Regions from separate parts of the Hordeum vulgare genome. Here region 1 is linked to region 2. The links are chromatin contacts, called in public Hi-C maps. All regions are on one chromosome and are shown on one strand. The core of a region is the stretch at or near the end of the contact, and the rest is flanking DNA. Distances in the headings are between cores, read along the strand shown.

Evidence for each region. A called contact is a pair of places that touch in the nucleus more often than the background predicts.
Region 1: a Hi-C map of leaf shows a contact between it and region 2, with 4 times the contacts expected there. The contact joins the promoter of LOC123449141 here to the promoter of LOC123449140 in region 2. A contact is called at or near these places in 1 of 6 Hi-C or Micro-C datasets (leaf) and 1 of 1 datasets of contacts at active chromatin or transcription factors (embryo).

Annotation. Positions count from the first base shown.
Region 1 is chr4H:498,919,478-498,922,939 of MorexV3_pseudomolecules_assembly, forward strand. It overlaps LOC123449141 (transcription initiation factor IIF subunit alpha-like), which reads left to right and starts at 1,846. Exons shown (of 11, transcript XM_045126243.1): 1 at 1,846-2,194; 2 at 2,325-2,486; 3 at 3,125-3,279; 4 at 3,403-3,462. The coding sequence starts at 2,018.
Region 2 is chr4H:498,687,691-498,691,242 of MorexV3_pseudomolecules_assembly, forward strand. It overlaps LOC123449140 (long chain base biosynthesis protein 1a), which reads right to left and starts at 1,293. Exons shown (of 13, transcript XM_045126241.1): 1 at 1,035-1,293; 2 at 346-512; 3 at 159-253; 4 at 1-59. The coding sequence starts at 457.

The sequences.
Region 1 (3,462 bases), core at 596-3,095, 230 kb after region 2:
ACTAATATTTTGGGTAACAACAATATGGATGATTTGTGTTGCTAACTTACAAATTAATATAATTGTTTTTACCTATGAAAGCAGAATGTATAGAGTTCAAATTGTATTGTGGTTTAGATGCTACAGAGTACATAACAAAGTACTCCAGCACGAACATGGTACTTTGGGACAAAACTAGTCTTCCATGGAAGCATGGAAATTTGAAATAATTACAACCATTGATCGGGAGGTGCACCGGCAAGGTGGACCAAGGGCTATATCGAGCGGAGCATGGCGGGGGATCCATGTGGGCAACATTGTCAGAGATGAAAGTAGTATGAAGGAAGCACAACAGCAATGTATGGTTTACAACAGTGCTTGCAAAAACAGAAGAATGAATAAACGGAGAATATATAGATGGAACTACCGAAGCAAATTACATATAAGGAAGAAACATATGTAATATAATATTGAAGCATTGCATTGTACAATGGATACTGAAGCAAAACTAAAAAATTTGGCCTCCAAAGGATGAATGTTTTGAATCACCAACATATAGATTGATCTGCATTATTATTATTTGGCATTAGGAAGAGAGAAAAAATCAAAGTCCAGAAGCATTTGTATAGCATTATAGATGTTGCAAAACTAAGAAGCGTGGACATTTTTAGTTTGAGACAGATATATTCACGCCCAAATTTTGAGACAGATTTAGTGATTCAATACATACTAGACGACACAAATTCACGCCCACAAACATGCCATAAACCAAGGTATTCGCAGCAAGATCCATAAAAAAATCAGAAAATAATTATGTTAGGAATCAACGAGCACTGCAGGATTAAAAGTAATAAGTGAACGGGACACAAACCCTAGGATGGGGTGGATGAATCATGCCATACTCCATTCCTACTTGCTTCGTTCCCGGACCAAGATGCTACCCCATCGAAGTGGACTGGATTCCAGAGGAGTGCGGCCCGATCCCGGTGGAGATAAGCGCGACGGCGGGGAGGTTGCGACCTCATCGGTGAGCGAAGTCATGGCACAAGAAGAGAAGGAGGAGAGGGAGGCTGAGCCGCTGGTGAGAGCTCGTCGTGCCGTTGGACGAAGAGGAGAGAAGGAGGAGCAGGGGCGGAGCCGGGGAAAAAGGGATATGGCGATGCGAGCGAGCTAGGTGCACGACGACAACGATGGGAGATGGTGGCGGGTGCCTACGAGGCAGAGGCGGAGGGGGATCTGGTAAGGCGAGATCGTGAGGATTGCGGAGAGTGGAATCAGGAGTCATGTAGGCGAGTGATTAAGGAAAGGTTAATGCAGGGGGCTGCAGAGGTCTATTTTGGGATGACGGATTTTTTTACATATATGAAAAACATGTTGTGAGCGTTGGATTCAAACAGTATCGACCACTGTCGATTAGTCTGAGCCTCGTCTTCTATCAGACTATAGATAGGAAAGGTTTCCCTTTATTTAATTCGTTGTCTCACCCCCATCCACACCTCTCCTGTTATATTAATATCACAGTGCTGCTGTCCACTTGCTTCTCGTTAAATGCATGTGTCGATCTATTTAAAAAATTAGACACGGACAAACCGATGGACAACCCAAACAAACAAAACATGTTGTCCATTTGCTCCAAAATTGCTTTAATAATCACGGGATCGGCAGGAACTTTTTTGTTTTTGTTTTTGGTGAGTGTATGTGTCCGCTACGGACTACCGGGTTAGGGTCTGCAACTCCAGCCCGCAAGTACGCCGCGGGCTGACAGGGCCGGCGCGCACGCAAGATGGTTTCCACCAGCCCAGCCCGCGCAAAGTCTCATCGGACGGTCACAAACGAAGCCCAAGCTCAAACCGGACGGACCACAGACGACGGTTGCCCCTCCTCGGGGAACCTGGAACGGGTTCAACTCCTACGGGAAACCCTTCCTCCCCGCGACCTTGCCCTGCTCTCGAACCTCTTTCAAGCCGACACGCCTCCTCCTCCCCTCCGAACCGACCCAAACCCAGCAACCCTACGCAGCGAGCAGCGAGCGGCGGCAATGGGGAGCGCCGCCGACCTGGTGATGAAGGCGGCGTGCGACGCCTGCGGCAAGGCGTCCGAGCTCTACAGCACCGCCTGCCGCCACGCCACCCTCTGCAACTCCTGCGCCGCCGACATGGCGCGCTCGCGCGCGCGCTGCAACGTCTGCGCCGCCCCCATCACCAACGTCATACGGGTACCCGCGACGGCCCTAGGTTTCCGATTCCACGATCAACGCCATTGCCGCTGCCGCCGCCGCCGCCGAGCCTGGCAGTTTTCGGCTCTGTTCTTCCTGACCGTTTTCTTCGTTCCAACGGCCCACGCAGGAGTACAATGTCCGGGTGGATACCGCCGCGGGGAAGGCCCTTTCCATAGCCAAATTCAACACCGGCGTGCCGCCCATCTCGAAGATGAAGGGTGGGGGGAACAAGTGGTCTCTTCGCAAGGATGGCCCGACGCCAGGGCGTCAGCTTACTGCCGATATGCGGGTACTGGTTCCTCGTCACGGATGATCATCTCTTGGTTTATAGTATGAACTATCCTGATAATATGGTGTCACGAACTCACGAACTGGCGTCAGCTTACTGCCCATATGCGGGTACTGGTTCCTCGTCACGGATGATCATCTCTTGGTTTATAGTATGAACTATCCTGATAATATGGTGTCACGAACTGGCGTCAGCTTACTGCCCATATGCGGGTACTGGTTCCTCATCACGGATGATCATCTCTTGGTTTATAGTATGAACTATCCTGATAATATGGTGTCACGAACTCACAAGTTTACCACCTTTTTGGTGTGCTAGTAATTCATCAAGATGCAAAAACAAGGAGGCCGTGTTAATTCGTGCAGCGCTACCTCTTGTGAACAACCCCCCAAATATCAACTGTAGTTGTTCATTTAGGCATACATGTGTGACCAACTGATCATACATGTGTAGCTAGCGTGCTATTGGATACCCTTATTGCACATGTGGAGTTTATTTTGTTCATCTGATGGAAAATGTACATGCTAGTACTCCATTCTGCAGTAACTTGTTCCTTTAATCCTGTTCGTAGCTTTGATGCCGATGATGGTTTTCCTGTAATCCTGTTGACCATGTGGCACTTATGTTTGACAAAACAGGAGAAGTACTACAACAGAAAGCCATGGATATTAGAAGATGATACAGGTGAATATCAGTACCAAAGTCAACTTGAGGCATCACAATCTGCAACTGCTACATACTATCTGCTGATTAGGCGCGGCAAGGAGTTCGATGCTGTTCCTGTTGGTTCCTGGTACTCTCACAGTTTTCTCCTCCCTCTGGTTTCCACATTTGATATGAACTATAATCATCATGAAAAAGTTGTTACCTGCAAAATTCGTTTAGAGCATCCTTACAGTTTCCTATATCTTCTCAGGTATAACTTCAGTAAAATTGCACAGTACAAACAGCTGACTTTGGAAGAAGCTGAAGAGAA
Region 2 (3,552 bases), core at 43-2,542:
TCCTTGATTGGAGGACATAAAGGTTCTGGTTCCCATTCATCACATAGCTCATCAACCTCCTGCGGAGATTAAAATGCAAACTGTTACCCAGAAACTTCATGAAGTGACGACAAAAACCAATACTTGATAACATGAACAAAGGAGAAAAACTACTCTACCTTTTCGCTAAGTGGCTTCTTTGGAGGTTTGTAGCTCTTCCTGGAAAGCTGAAACACTATGACGGCAATAAGAAGTCCTTCCACAACCAAGTGACCTGAATCAATGACACGGCCTCAAAATGTCAAAAACCATACCACCATCATCATGAAATCAGACTTTATTTTTTGATGGGTGGAAGAGGATCACCATCGATATGAACCCCGAAGACGACAGCACGTGCAAGAGGAGCGTTGAATGCAGCTGAGACACGAGCAAGCACTGCCGTGGTGGCATTGACAATCGGCAATGCCATGTCCATGTCCTAACTCTATGTCGAGCCTTTTCCAACAAAGGGAAACTTCAGCCTTTCAAATCTGCCAAGCAAACAACGCTCCTTTCCTGAATCAACCAGATCGGTCACAGAAAAGCAGAATCTAGTACTGGAGCGCACACAAAACTGATCCCAAAGATTGAACAGATACAGTAGCGTCATGTTTAACCCGGATTATTTTTACAACAGTTACAGGAAGAAGTCACACGGTTGGATCCAATCTTGAGGGCGAACTCGATAAAGTTTTTAACTTTCCCACTTTCTACACGCTCCTAAAATCTAAATCTCACCCGCATCGAGGGACATGGACAGCGAGATAAAGCTCAATGAAGGCCTTGCTTTTGCGGCCCCAAACCCGGATGGCTGCTGGCGGCGGCGGAGATCTGACGAGAGGATGCCGCGTTTCGTTTCGTTTGGTTGGGAGGAAATTGAACTTATGAACACCAATTTTCAAAAATAGACCCATCTTACCTCCGGCAAAGAGCCATTGTCGTCCTCGCAAATCCCCAGAACTTGAAATTCTAAATTCCAATGGAAGAGAACAGGGAACATGAGCTCTCCTCACCTGGGACACCCTAATCCGATGCGCCGGACGGCGGTGCTCGTGCTGATTACAAGGTGCCAGCACCTGCGCAAGATCGCAGCCCCGCAATGGATGGCAGCACGGGGTTAACAGAGCAGAGGAGGGCGAGGGATTCGAAGAAAGTCAGTGTTGGAGAGAGACGACGACGATGAGGAATAGAATACGGAGGAGGAGATGAGTTTTGTTTGAGTGGGCTTGTGTTCGGGCGGCGGTCGGTCATCTTTGGCTGGCTGGGCTCTGCCTATACTTTTCGGCCGGCCAGCGCGTTAATGAGGAAGATTCAAAGTTTTTTTTTCTTTCTGAAATTAAGACTCAGCCTTTTGTTTTTAACACCGATGCAAACGCTCATATAAACGTGCATAGACTCATCCATATGAACGCACACCCTATATTTATGATCACCTCCGAGAGATTAAACCGGCATATTATTTTGAGATTTACAAAGTCGTCGTAGACGTCTCATCAACATAAATGTCTTTTCTCACTAAATGTGCATCGTCAAAAATCTTGAAATAAATCCTGAAATAATGTGAGCACTAGAAATTAAAACACTGATGGGCTGAGAATACCATTATCCCGCTAACTATTCAACCATAGGTTTGGTCGCAATTTAGGACAGTCCAACTCCAAGGCAAACGATATGGATTTGATCTTTTTTTTGTCTTTTTGGATCGGCCACGCATACACGGATGTTCGGTTTTCTCTGATGGGTCATACGTGTATAGAGTGAACACTGAAATCCAGACAAAATCTAGTTCATATAACTAAAAATACTTAAATAAAAGTGTGGGCGGAACTAGGCGGAGGTGGTGTCCTCCTTTGTCAGGTCGACGTACACCGACCCCTACGTCCAGGGGAAGGCCTGCTGGAAGGCTGCTATTGCGCCACGTGGTGCCGCTCCAACGTGCGCTCCGCCTCCTGCCACTCCTAGTCCATCCCTCGTCCTCGGTCTCCAAATAGTATTTTGCGGCCTCTTCGTCGGTCATGCCCACCCACACGAGCGGGCATGACACATACATCCGCACCTGGTCGTCCACGACCAAGACTCCCCTAGCAACGGCTCCTCGGGCACACGCGGTGTGGGTAGCGGTGGGGATGTATTGGCCTCTACACGAGACGTTGACTCGGCCAACGCCTACACACGGCCAGGCCACCTGGCCATCTCCTCCCACTCGAACTCCTCGTAGGCCCTCCTTGTGGCCTCCTCGAGGACCATAATTTAGGCGACCTCCTCTTCATGATCCTCCTCCTTCACCACCACCGATGGTGGTGGAGCACGCACACTAGGTGCAACCAAGCTCTATCGGCGACGGTTGTTGCCATGTGTCCTAGTTCGACGAGTCCGCCTCACAGTATAGGTGGTTGTGGATCCCGTGCGAGAGTTCAACACCATGGCGAAGCATGGATGGGGAGTCAGCACGGCGGTGGCGAATCTCGACCATCTGTGCGCGGTGTGATTGCAGCAAACCCGACACTGAAAAGATGTATGGGTTGAGGTGATAGTCGTGCGGCAAGTTGACGTCTAGCCATGGCACTAGCATACCGTGCTCCCAAAAATAGTGGCACTGATGGACCAGGATGTAGAACCGCTAGCAGGGCAGCCGTGACACGAGGGTGAAGTTGGTCGGTCCGTACCGCAACTAGTAGTCGGTCTTGTAGTCATGCTTGTCACCGCACTTGGTAAACAACCTCATGGTGGCGGTGGCTAGGGTTGGCTTGTTGGGAGGTGGGGACAAGGGTGATACGTCTCCAACGTATCTATAATTTGATTGTTCCATGTTGTTATATTATCAATCTTGGATGTTTTATATACATTTACTAGCAACTTTATATTATTTTTTGGGACTAACCTATTAACTCAGTGTCCAGTGCCAGTTATTGTTTTTTGCTTGTTTTTACTTTGTGGAATATTAACACCGAACAAAGCCCAAATGCCACGAAACTTTTTGGAGATTTTTTTCTGGCAAGAAGAGACACTGGAAGCTTTTGGAGGCCACGAGAGGGGGCTCGTGGGGACCACTAGGCTCGTGGGTAGTGGAGCCCACGAGAACCGCTTTGACCTACCTCCGACTCGATAAATATTCTAAAGTCCCCGAAACCCTAAAGGAGTCAACAAAAATACTTTATCCACCATCGTAAGTTCCAGAATTGGGAGATCCAATCTAGAGGCCTTTTTCGGCACTCTGCTAGAGGGGGCAACGATCACGGAGGGGTTCTTCATCATCCTTGCTGCCCCTCCGATGATGCCTGAGTAGTTTTTCATAGACCTGCGGGTCCATAGTTAGTAGCTAGATGGATTCTTCTCTATTTTTGATCTTCAATACAATTTTCTCCTTGATGTTCTTGGAATCTATTTGATGTAACTCTTTGCAGTGTGTTTGTTGGGATGCGATGAATTGTGAGTTCATGATTTGATCTATCCATGAATATTATTTGAGTCTTCTTGGAACTCTTTTATGCATGATTGTTGTAGCCTCATATTTATTGTCTAATTTATTGG